Regions from separate parts of the Mus musculus genome. Here regions 2 and 3 are each linked to region 1. A link is a contact called in public HiChIP or PLAC-seq data. All regions are on one chromosome and are shown on one strand. The core of a region is the stretch at or near the end of the contact, and the rest is flanking DNA. Distances in the headings are between cores, read along the strand shown. Region 1 overlaps Rnf220 (ring finger protein 220). Region 2 has its middle 20 kb from the start of Gm40232. Region 3 overlaps Eri3 (exoribonuclease 3).

What was found. HiChIP or PLAC-seq counts read pairs in DNA pulled down with a chosen protein or histone mark.
Region 2: a contact with region 1 is called in an H3K27ac HiChIP or PLAC-seq map of extraembryonic endoderm stem cells, with 10 times the contacts expected there. The contact joins two enhancer-like sites. A contact is called at or near these places in 1 of 39 promoter capture datasets (cranial neural crest) and 3 of 115 datasets of contacts at active chromatin or transcription factors (embryonic stem cells, extraembryonic endoderm stem cells and stem cell-derived neural progenitor cells).
Region 3: a contact with region 1 is called in an H3K27ac HiChIP or PLAC-seq map of extraembryonic endoderm stem cells. The contact joins two enhancer-like sites. A contact is called at or near these places in 6 of 39 promoter capture datasets (the 3T3-L1 cell line, the C10 cell line, the HPC-7 cell line and 3 more), 13 of 115 datasets of contacts at active chromatin or transcription factors (bone marrow-derived macrophages, craniofacial prominence, embryonic basal ganglia and 7 more) and 3 of 9 other capture datasets (adipose tissue, liver and pancreatic islet).

The regions. Positions count from the first base shown.
Region 1 is chr4:117,302,077-117,307,121 of GRCm38.p6, forward strand. The region is part of intron 3 of Rnf220 (ring finger protein 220); the gene reads right to left. It overlaps Gm12843 (a long non-coding RNA gene), which reads left to right. Exons shown (of 4, transcript XR_003955258.1): 4 at 1-3,313. Among named protein-coding and RNA genes, the nearest start is that of Gm40231, 15 kb to the right of the region's middle. Within about 2 kb of position 2,300, at least 31 of the 459 cell types and tissues checked have an H3K27ac peak or open chromatin away from gene starts, as enhancers often do. A contact at or near this core is called in extraembryonic endoderm stem cells, where this site is marked.
Region 2 is chr4:117,804,719-117,809,763 of GRCm38.p6, forward strand. No RefSeq gene overlaps it. Among named protein-coding and RNA genes, the nearest start is that of Gm40232, 20 kb to the left of the region's middle. Within about 2 kb of position 2,528, at least 19 of the 459 cell types and tissues checked have an H3K27ac peak or open chromatin away from gene starts, as enhancers often do. A contact at or near this core is called in extraembryonic endoderm stem cells, where this site is marked.
Region 3 is chr4:117,575,156-117,580,200 of GRCm38.p6, forward strand. The region is part of intron 3 of Eri3 (exoribonuclease 3); the gene reads left to right. Among named protein-coding and RNA genes, the nearest start is that of Eri3, 27 kb to the left of the region's middle. Within about 2 kb of position 2,721, at least 11 of the 459 cell types and tissues checked have an H3K27ac peak or open chromatin away from gene starts, as enhancers often do. A contact at or near this core is called in extraembryonic endoderm stem cells, where this site is marked.

The sequences.
Region 1 (5,045 bases), core at 1,050-3,549:
CTATGAACCCCTTTCACAGCAAGTTTTCTTGGCTTTCCGGAGCCTGGAGCCCGGGAGCCTGATGCGTGGCTTGCCTTGGAGGAGAGAGGTCTAGGTCCTGAGCTGTAAGCAGCCCAGCTACCGCCCAGCCCAGCCCATCAGCTCTGCCTTCCCACCCCTCCCTGTTTCCACAGCCCGCCCCCAACAATTTCCTTCCCTGTTCAGTCACTCCCTGCCTAGTGATCCATGGGTTTTAAATTATAACTGGGACCCAGGAAACGCGTTCCTAAGTACAATATTCATGGGCTGGGCTGACACTTTTAATTAAGGTGATTTACACTGAATTATCCTTGGAAATAAAGAAATGGTGCACTGCCCGGGAATAAACCATCATCACCAGCCGCCTTTGTAAGTTACACTTCGTTTTAATCTATTTGGGGAATTGTTTATCTAGTTCATTACCCAACCAAACACCGAGGCCGGCCTTAAATAAGGCTTAAGTAGGGGTGGGGGCACTGCCATCTCTACACCCCGCCTCTCCTTAGGAGCTACCCAGTCTCCCTTTAGATGTTTTTCCAGCCCCTTTAAAGCACCTCCCAGAGGAGGCTGTTTCCCGGCCCAGGGGCCAGCTTTCATAGGGGAGATGTCTGAGCTCAGGTCCTACCAGCTAAGCCTGTGAGTGTTCCATGCCCAGGGCTGTTTCTTCCTCTCTGAGACCACAGAGAGGTCTCAGAGCCCTGCCATCCTGAGCCCCCATTTATGTCCGTGTCTGTCTCTCTATACACACACATCTAGCCCCTAGCTGGAAGCCATCCAGAGGTGCCTCAGCTCACCCAGAGCCCTACCTGTTGCTTCCTCTCTGACTGTGGACATTACCTCTAACACACTCCCAACCATTCAAATCCCAGTTCTCTCCTAGTAAGCACCCTAGGTAAGTCCTTTGGCTTCTCCTTCGTCTTAATCCACTCTTCTGCATCCCCCACTTTCAGTGGCTGTCCTTGCATGGGAGGAAGGCCCTTCTGACTCTGTGTTTGACTCAGAGTTATGCTTTGTTCTGAGTAGCCAAGCCCTTGGATTTAAGGAGCCCTTGTTCAGTAAGGTTCTAGGAGGGGAGAGACAGACTCAGGTGAGGTGTAGGAGGGCTGTGGCAGGAACTTGGGAAAGGATCCCGTTGAGCTGCTGAGAACTCTGCTTTTCCTGTGGGCATGTGGCTGCTCTTGGTACCTGGGAATGTTCACCTCTGGGAAGGTGGCTTCTTTCAGGGTGTGTGTGTGTGTGTGTGTGTGTGTACACTGAGCTGTGTGGGAATGGAGTGTTTGTGCACTGTATACATGTGTGTCAAGCCTGTGTTTGTGAAAACCCAGCCTCCTTTGCGTAGGAGCTGTAAGGTCCTTGCTTCTTTTGTGAGCCCCCAGGTGTACAGCAATAGCACACACAGGACCCGCCTAGGTTGTTGGGCAGTTAGAGGCAGAAGGTTGAAGAACTCCATCTAGAAAGTTCCAGAAGTAGAACCACCTGGGAGGCTAGCCTGGCAGCAGCACCCAAGGGCTCAGGGCGAGCGAGGCTGAGGAGCGGACAAGAGAGGGAGGGCAAAAGAGGCAAGGGCAGGGTGATAAGGGGTATTGGGGCAGGTTGAGAGACGAGGGGAGGAGCCAGCACAGAAAACAAAGGGAGAGGAGCCAGGAATTCGGCCTGGAGGAAGCAGAGGGCTGGAGAGCTGGGGAGGAGGGGACTTGGTCACAGGTCACCAATCCAGGAGGCTCACTTTCGGGCTCTTGCCTGGGTGGTGAAGGGGCGACCTCAGTTTCCTCATCGGTGAACTCGTCCTTCTGTTCAGGATACTGATGGTGGGAAGAAGGAATGTGGGTGGGGTGGATGGAGCGCAGGAGCTCAGGTGCTTCCGTCTTTCCCCAACCTTCTTTGCCCATCCTCGGGCTCATCCCAGAGCCAGCACCGGGCGGGGCAAGGGCAACCAGGCTGGGGACCCTCGCTCACGCTGCCCGTCAGCCCGGAGGGAGCTGACACGCTCCTTGGGAATTTATCACGCACCCAATTACAATGTTAATTGGCAAGTTCCTGAAATCAATTAATTCGCAAATTTTTTCCAATTAAAAATCCAGATAAATCACAGGGGCGGCGGCGGGGCCGGTCCAGCCCGCAGTCCGGTGGCCGCAGTGGCCGCGGGGAGGGGGCGCGCGTGGGGAGGGGGCGGCGGGTGCGGCTGCCCTTGAACGCCTTTGCCGGCCGGTCCGACTGTCAGCGCGCCGGGCGCGGCGGGGCCGAGACAGATAAAACCATCGACCCGTCGCCGCCAGCGCTTCGGCTTTATCGATCCGACGGGAATTTCACTTGCTGTGCAGATCCCGCTGTCCGGCTGTCAGACACCCGGTGGGGAGGAGGGCGTGCCAGGGGCGCAGGGCGTGCACGTGCTGAGGGCGGCGTGGGCATTAGGGGGTGCAGGAATAGGCCCGGACGTGAGCCCACAGCCGCGAGGTGTGGGTGCTCTGAGAAACGTGGATGATGAGGGATTTATGCAGGGTCACGAGCAGGGATAGAACGGAAAAGGCGAGGGAGATGGCCTGGGTGGTGCGGGCTGGGGCGGGGGTCCTTGCCCAGGAGGCAAAAAGAACATTTCAGCGGGGCAGGCACAGTGCCCAAATGCGCTCCGCAAGTCCCTGCGTTTTCTGTTCTTGGTTGAGGTTCTCTTCATTGGAAGCAAATTACCCAGAAATCCTGGTACAGCCTGCAAGCTGTTTCTTTCACTTTCTGCCCCTGACAGGTCAATCCCCCACGGTGTGTAAGTGATGGGGGAGGGGAGGCGAAGAGCAGAGCGCTGGTGTCAAAACTGCTAGAGACAAACCTTATGTTTATTGCCAAGTGGGCAACCTTAGAGAAGTCACTTAACGTGGCTGTGCCTCGGTTTCCTCATCTATAAAATGGGAGTTATAGCTATAGTCACACATCACAATTAGCAACGGGCTGGCTACATATCTGAAAGTTGTCCCGTGAGGTTACATTGCCTAGTGGCAGTGTAGTTTAAGTACACTCTATGGTACTCACATGATCAAAAAATGTCTAAGGATGCATTTCTTAGCACATACATCCATCATTAAGCAGTGCATGACCATCACATAGCTATGTGAAGAATAGCTCTTGTGAGATAGTGAATTTCCATGCAGTTCATTATTATTACCATACTATAGCTTCTGTGGGGCTTTTAAAGTGTGCCCACAGGTTCTTTGGATACTCTTGTCTTTAAGAATGAGAGCTTTTAGAGCATAATTCTCCTCCCTTGAGTATGGGCTGGGCTGGATTGGAAAGATGGGTCAGCTAATGAAGGCTAGGCTCACAACCAAAACTATAGGAGTATGAGCTATGCTCGGTGATTTCCTCCCTCCCTCCCTCCCTCCCTCCCTTCCTTCCTTCCTTCCTTCCTTCCTCCCTCACTCCTCTGTCCCTCTCTCTAACCGGTTCTTCCTGCCTCTTTTCCTCTCTGCCTTCCTTTCTTCCTATCTAAAGATCTGGTCTCACTATGTAGCTCACTCCGCAGCGCAGGCTGACCTCTAGTTCCAGGTCTTCCTGCCTCTGCCTCTGGAATTGCAGGTATGCACTGCCACACCCAGCATCGACCTGGGCCTAGCAGCGTTTAGAGTAGTAGAGCTAGTGTGTAGACTTTAGGGGAAGGTACTGTGGCTTCCCCAGGTCTCTTTCTCGGGTCACACGCTGTGGGCAGTCAGACTGACTTGGGGAATCACAGCTGCCTTTGGAGAAACTCAGGTTTCTCCAAAGCTCAGGTTTCCTGCTTACAGCTCATGGAAGCAAGCGATCTAGAAACACCCTGCAGTCCCGTCAGACATCGGATGACTGCAGCCTTTGGTGACATTCTTCTCTCTAGCCTCAGGAGAGAAGCAGAGCTAGAAGCCACAGCTCCTCAAGATATCATAGCTGTGTTGTTCTGGAACTGGTGACCCATAGAAATAGACAGGTTTTTTTTTTTTTTCATTGTGTGTGTACGTGTGTAGGTCAGAAGGCAACTCCTCCTTCCACCTTTCTCTGGGTACTGGGGGTGAAGCTGAGGTCCTACAGCTGGTGTGGCTAAGGCCTTACCTGCTAAGTCTTCTCACTGACCCCAATACATGTCTTAAGCCATTAAGTTTTGGGGTGATTTGCCAATAGGTGACTAGTACTTCCTTCAAAACCCCTCCCTTAGGAAGCCGCCTTTGCTCTCATGGGTTTGGGGCCTCACACACCTCTGGTGTAGCAGTCTCTATCCTCATCCACCCCCAATCCTTTCTTACACCGAGTTTTCCAGGACAGAGGACATTTTGGGACCATGGTGCATTGAATCGAGTCAGGTCTGGTGACTTGAAATGAGCAATAGGTAGGAATGGAGGGCTGTTCTCTGTGGGGCATGTGGTGGTTTCTAAGAATGGTAATGCCCTGTCTCTATCCCACGTGCTCTCTTAGAATGCCATCTAGCCACTTGTCCCATCAAAAGGGATACAGGTTGTCTCACCTAGAATCTGAGTGGGTTCACAATGCCTCGATCAATGGAGTACTACAAGTGACACTAAGTGACTTCTAAGGCCAGGCTGGAGCTCAGCGGTAGAGAAAGACTCTTTGATCTTTAGCTGCACACTCCCCTCAGTGTTCCATCTTGTTGACTAGAACATTTTGTTTTGGAGACCTAAGCTGCCACGTGAGAAATCAAAGTACCCCAAGACTACCAAGTGATGAGGAGGCCCAGGCCACGGAAAGAAAACATGCAGATGCTTTAGACCCAGTCCCATCTGCAGTGAGGTCTAGCTGACAGCCAGCAGCTATCACCAGACGTGTGAGGGAAGAGCCTCTAGATGGTCCCAGCTCCCAGCTGAGCATCCAACATCTGGAACAGGCACAGCCGACCCCTCGGTGCCCTGCTGGGATTCCTGACCCCAAAGATTGTGGAACAAAATGGAACAGTTGCTTCGTACTGCTCAGACTAGAGGTAATTAGTGACGTCTCTCCTCTGAATAATCCGGCTCCTCCCCAAGGATCTAGAGAGAGTTCACCTCAGGCTAGGAGAG
Region 2 (5,045 bases), core at 1,278-3,777, 500 kb after region 1:
GTGTAGGGGAATACCAGGGTGGGAAGACCGGAGTGGGTGGGTGGGGGGAGCACCCTCAGAGAGGCAGAGGGAAAGGGGAAGGGATAAGGGGTTTCTGAAGGTAAGACCTGAAAAGGGGAAAACATTTGAAATGTAAATAAAGAAAATATCCAATTTTTAAAAATATCAAGGTGCTGGAAAGGTGGCTCAGTGGTTAAGAGCACTGACTGCTCTGCCAGAGGTCCTGAGTTCAATTCCCAGCAAAGACATGGTGGCTCACAACCATCTGTAATGGGCTCTGATGCCCTCTTCTGGTGTGTCTGACGACAGCTACAATACTCATATACATAATGTAAATAATTCTTTTTTAAAAATCAAGCTAAAAAAACAAAAAAACAGGATCTCTCTAATACAGATAATGTTGGCCTCAGATTCAGAAACCCTCCTGCCTCTGCCTCCTGAGTGCTGCGATTAAAGATAAGATGCCCATCCCTACCTACTCTCCAACTGCTTTCCTCTTCATCAGTTTTACTTTATAACTTTTGGGGCTATCTAGCCATATACATATAATATATATATATACACCATTGCACTTATGGACTAATCATATATATGATTCTATAAAATTTTGGCTTAATGTTTTGATTTTTTGATGTTTATTTTATGTATGCAGTGTTTTGCCCGCACAGGTATCTATGTACCACATGTGTGCAGTGCTTATGAAGACTAGGAGTTCGCGCTCCTGGAACTGGAGTTACAGACAGTTCCTAGCCACCACGTGGGTGCTGAGAATCAAACTCAGGTCCTCTGGAAGAGCAGTCAGTGCTCTTAACCACTGAGCTCCAGCCCCCCGGGTTAAAATTTTTTAGAGGAAAATGTGTTGTCCTAATGAGCTTTAACTGTCAATTTGGCACAGCCTAGAGTCATCCAAGAGGAAACCCTTGGTTTAAGGATTATCTAGATCAGATTGGCTGGTTGGGGTTAAATTGATATTAATTGATGCAATAGGGCCTGGCCCACTGTGGGTGGCACCGTTCCTAAGCAGGTGGTACTAGGATGCATAGGAGAGCTAGCCCACGAGCTTGAGAGTGGCTGGACCTGCAAATAGCATCCCCCTGGCCTTTGCTTTGAGTTCCCTCTATAATTTCTGTCCCAACTTCCCTCTATGGTGGACTGTGATGGGACATGTAAGCCAAATAAATGCTTTCCTCTTCTAAGCTGCTTTCAGCCAGAGTGTTTTCATCTCAGCAACAGAAAGGAAACCAGGACAATGGTATTTCCATGAGGACACTGCAGTGTCAAGTGAACATCGGAAAAAGACAGGGCTGTCCCTAAAGACATCAGTCAGCATAATTGGCAGCTGTCACTGACATTACTCTGAATAATTGCCAACTGTTCGAGGTTTTTGGTTTTCTAAAAAAAATTTTTATTAGGGCATAATTTAAATGCAATTAAACATACAAGTCAGTCCTGCCGTCACCCGGATCCAGATAGGAACAATCCCAGCATTCTAGCAGGCTCTCTCCTGTGCCTGGTAGTGCCACTTTTTAGTGTCTTCACTTCTTTCTTTCATTTATTTATTTATTTAGTTAGTTAGTTAGTTATTTTGAGACAAGGTTTCTCCCTGGTTATCCCTGGCTATCCTGGAACTCACTCTGTAGACCAGGCTGGCCTTGAACTCAGAGATTTGAGTTCTGGGAGTTCTGAGAACTCTGCCTCCCAAGTGCTGGGATTAAAGGCGGGATCTTTCCATTCAAAGTACAGAGTATGTAGAAACAAAAGATAGCATTTCTCTCTTATCTTTTCGTTTGTAGCTTTCATGGTTTTGAGATAGGATATCCAGTGACCAGGGCTGCCTCGGACCTTAAGTAACAGAGGACGGCCTTGAATTCTTGATCCCCCCCTGCTGTGACTCGGGTGGGCTGAGTGTGCATATTTGCCACCATGCCTGGTTTTATGCAGGGCTTTGTGCGTGCTAAGTGTGATGGCCAGTCTTGTTTCTCAATGTGGCACAAGGGGGAAGAGGGACCCTCCTTTGAGGAATTGCCTCTATCAGATTGTCTTGTGGACATGTCTGTGGGGCATTTTCTTGATTGCTAGTTATGCAAGAGGGCCCAGTCCACTATGGGCAGTGCTATCCCTAGACAGGTGGGCCTGGTCTGTGTAAGGGAGGTAGTTGTGCTGCGGTGGTGACCCACATGCTTAATCCAGTACTTGGGGGCAGAGGCAGGATCTCTGTGGGTTTGAGGCCAGCTTGATCTATACAGAAAGTTCCAGGCCAGCTAGGGGTACATAGTGACACCTGTCTTAACCGCCACATCCAACTGCCTGGGAATGGGAGTTGGGTATCTAACCATGCCAGAGGAAGAAGGCCAGAATGCAGTGGCCTTCAAGGTTTTACTCAGCCCCCTGCTTCCGGGTTCCAGCTTTGAAATCCCTTCTTCCCCCAAGCTGTTTATCTCAGGAACAGAAAACCAAGCTAGAATACTAGATAAGCACTCTTCCCACAGAGCCCCACCCAGCCCCACCCGTTCTGTTTCAGAGCCAAAGCCTCAGAGTATACTTGACCTTGGGAGACTGCCAACCTGAGCTAGGCTGCCTGTTCACAGGCACGAGGCCCTCCGTTCCATCTCTAGTACCACAGATATAATTTAATTAAAAATTTGAAAGAGGACTGGAGAGATGGCTTGGGGGTTATACACACTAAATGTTCTTCCAGAGGCTCCAAGTTTCATTCCCAGCACCTCCATAGTGGCTAAGAACCATCTGTAGTTTCAGTTCCAAGGAATATGACTCCCTCTTCTGGTCTCTGAGGGCACCAGGTATGCAAGTGGTGTACAGACATACGTGCAGGCAAAATTCTAATACACATAAAAGAATGAATGAATGAATGCAAGGGGCATTGAGATGACTCATCTGGCAAAGGTGCCTGTCTCCAAGCCTGGTGACTTGAGTTTGCTCCCAGGGAGTTCCAAGGTGGAAAGAAAGAAATGATTCCTGCAAATTGTCCTCTGACCTACACACAAAATACATAAATAAGCAAGGAAACAAACAGACAATAAATGTTTTTTAAAAACCTGCCCACTCTATCGCTGACAGGCACTTGAGTTGTTCCAGAGCTGTCTGGGTGGAGCAGGGCTGCTCTGAAACTTTTCCCTGCCTTCTGATGAGATACACCTGGGACAACGTGTCTGTTATCCATGGAGACATGTTTGGCTTAGAGTGACAGATGCCTTGTGTAAATATTTTTGCCATCTCACATGGAGTTTCTTGCAGCTCCAGCTGGGTGGTGGGTTCTGCTCCAGGGTCCCCTCTGAATCTGACTCTGATTCTATCAGTTCTTATACGAATCCTTTGGGGAATGAAGCAATTTCGTGTTTGCGTATTGGTCAGGAATTGCTTGATCCAAAGTTCTCTTTTTTTTTCCTTATTGAAAATTTTTTTTATTTGTGTGACACAACCTCATATACCCCAGGCTAGCCTCAAATTCACAATGTAGCCCAGGATGACTCTGAAGTCCTGATCCTCTCGCCTCTACCTCCCAGTGCTGAAATTACAGAACCTCACATGCCTGCCCTGGTCCTGGAATTCTTGAGAGAAATCATGGCAAGGATAGAGTCAACTCACACACGAGGATGGTGGAGAAAGAAAGAAAAAGAGAATTTGTAAGGGGCTGGAAACAGAATGTTCTCATTTTTAAATTTGGAGGTTTGTGCATATATAGATAGACGTATTCTATAAAATAAGATATGTCTGACATAAATAGTTAGGCTTGACAAAAAAAATAAGATTTTTTTTCAACTTCTGTTTTACATTAGAATTCTAAAAATAGTGAATAAAAAATTTGAGTCGGGGTGCTGGACTCAGTAGTTAAGGTCACTTGTTCTGTGCTCAGAACCTAAATGGTGGCTCACCTTCTGTAAGTCCAGTTCCAGGGGATCCAAGACCATCTTCTGACCTCTGCAGGCAGACATCAGGCATGCACGTGAATACATGCATGTAGACAAAGAGCACTATACACACACACACACACACACACACACATATATGTATGTGTATGTGTGTGTATAAAACAGATACACACACACACACATGAATGAACAAATCAGGTACATGGCACATGCTTGTAGTCCCAGCATTCAGAAGGATTGTTGTAAGTTTGAAGCTAGCATGGCCTAAATTTCCAGACCAACCGGAGCTATGTAGAGCAAACCCTGTCTCAAAAAATGTTGTTTTGCATAGGGGGCTGGGTTTGTAACGTAGTGATTAAGCACCTGCCTAGCACATTTGAAGCCCTCGATTTCTCCAGCAAGCCTCCCACACTAGTTAATTACCATTTATTTTTCTTTAGGGAAAAAGAAAGGCCAATACCACCGAAATGATGGAAACTTGGGAATTGTGTGTGATGGAGTGTTGGCTAACAACTAACAACTGGTTCTCTCAGGAAAGCGTCTGTGGAAGTTCCCAATCGCTGTGCTGTAAGTACTTTTCCCATGGTGAACCGCCACACACAGCTGGTGGGACTAGAAATTGGTGCAACCCCTTTATAAAAACACTTGATGCCAAGTATAAACATTTGTAAACATTTGTAAAAAGGATTGGAGGCAAATTCCACTCCTAGGATGTGTGCCAAAAGACATGTGTTATTTACAACAGGTTAAAACTGAAAAACCAGCCGGGCGGTGATGGCGCACGCCTTTAATCCCAGCACTTGGAGCACTTGGGAGGCAGAGGCAGGCGGATTTCTGAGTTCAAGGCCAGCCTGGTCTACAGAGTGAGTTCCAGGACAGTCAGGGCTACACAGAGAAACCCTGTCTCTCTGGGGGGGGGGGGGGGGGACTGAGCTGGGCAGTGTTGGTGCACATTTTTAATCCCAGCATTCAGGAGGCAGAAGCAGGACAGTCTCTGAGTTCAAGACCAGCCTAGTGTACAGAGTGAGTTCCAGGACAGCCCAGGCTACACAGAGAAACCCTCCCTTGAAAAAAAAAAAACAAGAGCCGGAGAGATGGCTCATAGGTTAAGAGCACTGGCTGCTCTTGCAGAGGTCCTGAGTTCAATTCTCAGCA
Region 3 (5,045 bases), core at 1,471-3,970, 270 kb after region 1:
TGTTGGAAAAAATGAGTCTTTGTGTAACCAAACTCTACCTTGTAATTCTGAGTAAGTCACGTGACTTTCCCCCGTTTGTCCCAAGACTAACTGAACAGGACTTGCCTGTATGTGTCCAAGCCCCAAGGTGAAGGCTCTGGGCCTCTAGAGTAAAGAGAGCTGAGGCAGAGGCTATTCTGTCCAGGACAAGATAGATAGCATAGTGACCGAGCGTATCAGAACTGGACTGTTCAGAGCTGAGTTTTTTTCTCTACCAAGTATGAATAGTGTGACCCTGGCTAACGTGGCTTATACCCCTTGTACTTCAGTTGCCTTATTGGCAAAGTGCCATTAGTAATAGTTCTGACTTTATAGGAGGATACAGTGAACTAAAAATACATGTCCGTGCTTCAGACAGTGCCTAGCATGTAGCTGTACATGACAGCACTTAGTAGAATTAGTACCTCTGACCCATGGTTGTATAGGAAGGTGTTGGAGTATAGCAGCTGACTGGGAGGCCAGCCTTACTTCTCTGGTTTTGTGCAGACTCTTGAGACAGATACATGGTGCTACCTAGAGAGATTTGTTAACCCCACCCATGCCCTTGCTGTACTGGAATGCTAAGTCAAGATTTCTACCCTGTTTTACTACCATGACAAACTTAAAACTAACTCAAGGAACTCTTCCCTTGCATAACCAGAGATTTGTTTTTATTAATTATATGATTACAATACAGATTTATGTATGTATTAGATAACCACAAAGAAATGATTGAATTGTTTGCTGTCCTAAAGGTTAGCTTCACAGATCCCTGATAGTTGAAGTTACTCAGAACATGGAAAAATATTCAAATTGAATCATGTGCACATGTAGAGAGACAATGTTACATGTATGCCAGGGTGAGGATACGGTTTTAACGCTTTTGATTCCTTCACTTAACTGATACATAGGTTCTTTTTTTTTTTTAATTTCAGATTTTAGTAAAGGTAAATTATAACTCAGACTATACTCCCAGACCTTAAAGAATAACACTGTCTACTTTCTGCCTTTTTTTTACATTTTAATGCCTTTGTGGGGGTCTGTGGAGGTGGGTGGAGGGGAACTTATAGGTGAAAAATCAGCCTTTTAAAGCTCTGGGTTTTCCCCCCGTTGCTTGTCCTGAAACTTCGAGCATCAGCTCTCATCTGTCAAAGTGTAAATCAGCAATTAAAACCCAAACAGCCAAATGCCAAAGATGACCCGAAGCACAAAGCAACTGACAAACAAGTCCGGACAAATCGACGGGTAATTTATAAGCTTTGCCCTAAAATCTAATTATTTGGCAATTCGAATTTGCAGCCAGCCAGGGCTCGGCAATAAATTTAACCCGCCATAAATTATTTAGGAGCAGGCTGTGGTGTAAATCAAAACCACGAGTGTTTGTTTAAGAAATAAGCTCCTTGTGCATAAAATGCCCCCCCCCCCAAAGACACTGCTAGGCAAATCCTGCCCGGTGCATCCTCACTCCTCCCGATGAGCAGGAGGCGCCCCACTCACCCCAGAAAGGGTTACTGCTGTATCAGATTATATCCAGATCTAATAGGCATTGGATAAGCCCTACATGTTTGCTGTTTGTGGTTAGGTTGCCTCTGGATTTCGACCAAATCCTTTCGTACAGGGGATAGAAGGAAGGGCTAGATTACTTGTTATTATCTCTAAGTTGAGGAAATATCTGTTTGCTTTTCTTAGATTCACTTAGGCAGATCTGAAAGTGACCTTCTCAGTCTCCCATTTCAGATGGGATCACAGAAACATTAGCGCAGGGTGAGAAGAACGTGTGCTTTGGGAAAATGGGATAGACCACTACTGTCAGTAGTCCCCCTTGCTGCCAGTCCCAGTGGCCTGCTGAGCCCTTTCTGCTACTGACTTCTGTTGTTGTCTTACTGTCTTCGAGCATAACCCAGTGTCTACAGATAATTTAGTTGAAGGAAGTTTCCATACCCTAACAACAAGCCCTACAGGCTTATTTCCTGTGATCTTCAACAGTTGGGGGTGAACTTCCACTTGAAGTACCATTGCAGTCTTGTCATGTTTATTAAGGGACCCACTGAGACTCCTAGTCGATCAGTTTTAAATCAAATGATCTTAAAACCTGTGTTCTAGCTCGCTTATGTAGGAAAAAGCAAATGAATATTTGCTTGGTGCTTCCTTTGTTTTCTCTCCCTTCTGGGAGAAAAATTGCAGCTGGTATTTTACAGAGAGAGAGAGAGAGAGAGAGAGAGAGAGAGAGAGAGAGAGAGAGAGAGAGAGAGAGAGAGAGAGAGAGAGAATAGCAGGGTAAGAACCTGGATACTTTGAAAATTCTACATTTGGAGGTTTTTGTCCTTAGTTGTCAGTTATGGCCAGTTCCCAACCTCCCCACCGCCCCCAGACCAGCTATATTATTTCACTCTGCCCTCGGACAGCTGAATGGTGTAAGGTAACCTGTACCTGTTCCAATTTTGGCACCGGCAGTGGTGTGTTCTAGAGACCTCTGATTCCAGGCAAACTAGACAGTTTGGCTAAACCTGGGATTGAGTGGTTGGTAGCAGTTGAGGAAGGAAACTGTTCAGAGGTACAAGAATGGATGACTCTAGTAGTCATTGCTTGGAGTGCTCTGAATCTGGCCTGGTGCCACCATTTACCTTGTCATCTTAGGCAGATCACCTCCCAGATCCTGTGGAAAATCCCAGAAAGCAGAGTGCTTCCTGGTGACAGATACTAGCTCTGTCTCCTATTTGTCAGTTCCTCCCTGTTTGCACACAACAGAAGTTGAGAAAGGGAGGACCAAGAGGCAGATGCTGGAGATGCAGACTGAAGGCTCAGGTTTCTCCCTTCCTGAACTCAGCCTCGTGGCACCGATCTGGCTACAGAACTCAGAAGACTCTTCAAGAACATTCCTCTAGGACTTCTGTCTAGGCCATCCACACACACTACCATTGGGGCATTGAGGAGTGTGCTGCGTTCCCTATAGAACAGTCAGCCCTACTTGTCTCTTTTTCCCCCTCCTTTTTTGGAGTCCCAGCTCTGTCCTTTACCAGCAGCATAGTTGATAAGGGGCCATCACATCTTTGAGCCTTTGTTTATTGTAAAATATTAACAGTAATGATTTCCACCTAATAAGTTGTTTAGAGGATTAAGATAATTTCTGTTAGCCCTTAGCAGAGTGTCTACCCTCTACAGAAGAAACAAGAAGCAGAGGGAACAGGATGACTGCATTCTCCACATAGCAGAGAGTGCTGGGGACCTTCTCCTTTTGTTCTTTCCCCAGAGTCTTGAGCATGCTGAGAGAAGTGCCAGGCCTCACTCCTGTGCCTGGGTGCTTGGGATGTCTTCTACATAGTAGGTGCTTATCAGTATTGGTTTATGATCTGATGCTGGTGCTGATGACTTGACCCATCTCCCAGGGTTAGTGAGCTTAAGATAAGAAAATGAATGGCAAAGAACAAAAGCCTAACACTTGGTATGTCCCTCCACTGTCCATTGTTTGCTCAGTTGTCATGTCTACTTACTAATTCAAGCACTTCTCCAAGGCACAAGTTACTCATCTCTTAAGCTCCACTCTGTCTAACATAGTAGCCCCCTATGAATGTGAATGGCATAGGGAGATAAAGGAATTATGGAACTATTCTTAGAAGCCAGAAAGAGGCCTTATAAATACAGACTGGGTCTCCTTCCTCTGGAGCAGAAGCACTCAGCTGTTCCTGAGAGGACAACCAACCAAACAGCCCTCTTCTTTCTGGGGGATATAAGAAAATTGGGCAAGTGAAAAAGGAGAGGAGCAGGGATAATGCTGTCATTATCTGAGAGCAACCAGAGCTAAAAGCTAGCACTTGGACACATCTTCACAGATCTTTGGGTCGGAATTGATACCATCTACCTGAGGCATTGTGCAGGGCGGGGTGGGGGGTGGGGGGTGGGGAGTGGGAGTGTTGTCTTTTACCATTATCAGTCAAAACAGTCTACAGTCTAGGAAATGTTTGGCTTGGCTCAGGCACACCTGATGCATAGGTATGGCAGCTGGGTGCAGCGTTGGGTTCTTCTCCATGACTGTGCTGTGTGGCTTGCTGGACAGTGTGGGATGGAAAGAAGTTATCTGTAAGGTCTTTCTGCTCTGACCCCTCAGAGGGCCTTCCTTTTTACATTTGTATTTGTAATTTATGTGTGAGTGTGTACGTACATATAAGTACAAGTGCACTTATAGGCCAGAGGCTGCAAATCCCCCAGAACTTAGTGACAGCGGCTGTGAGCCACCTGATGGGTGTGAGTAATGAGAACTGAACTCAGGGTTTCTTCGAGAGCCATCTCCCCAGCTCCATTTAAAACAATTGTTTGTTTTGTTTTTAGGAATCTTTCTAGAGTCTTCTGCCATAAGCTCCTCTTTGCATTTCAGCGGTTCAGAGAACTAGGTCCTGTGCAGTCAGGTTGTTACAGTTCCTGATGCTTCTGAGGAAAGACTCCAGGATATGGCCATGTTGTGTATATGTGACTCCTGTGAGTCCCTCTTGAGTTTTGAGGACTAGGCCTGGCTGACAGGCCGATCTCACGTGCTCTGAGCCTTGGGTTTAGGCATCTTGGAGGTTTCTTTCTTTCTTTTTCTTTTTTGCTCCCATGGGAGCTGAGACAAGTCTCAGTGAGGTGAATTTGGTCCTTAGCTCTGTGTCCCTAGAGTGAAGGAAGCACTAGCAGGAGAGTCTGAATGCAGAGTGAGCTTCAGTGGGAGACTCAAGGCTGGGTTTTCAGAGCCTGCTGAGGAAGCTGGTACAGCTCTGGTCAGAGCAGGAGCTGAAGCACGTTCTGTTTTATAATACTAATGAAATTCCAGATTTGTAATAGCATCTCACATATCTAAAACAAACCGTGTGCTTGTAAAAAAGTAGAAAGAGATCAACTTTAAGCCATACATTCTTGGTAATAGAGGTTTTCCCCTATTTATGTTTGATAGATATTTTTGTTTCCAGAGGAATGTCAACTCCTAATTTCATAATGTATCACAGGCTTAAGAAAATTGAATTTAATAAAAGCCAAAGATGAATGGCATCCTTAAA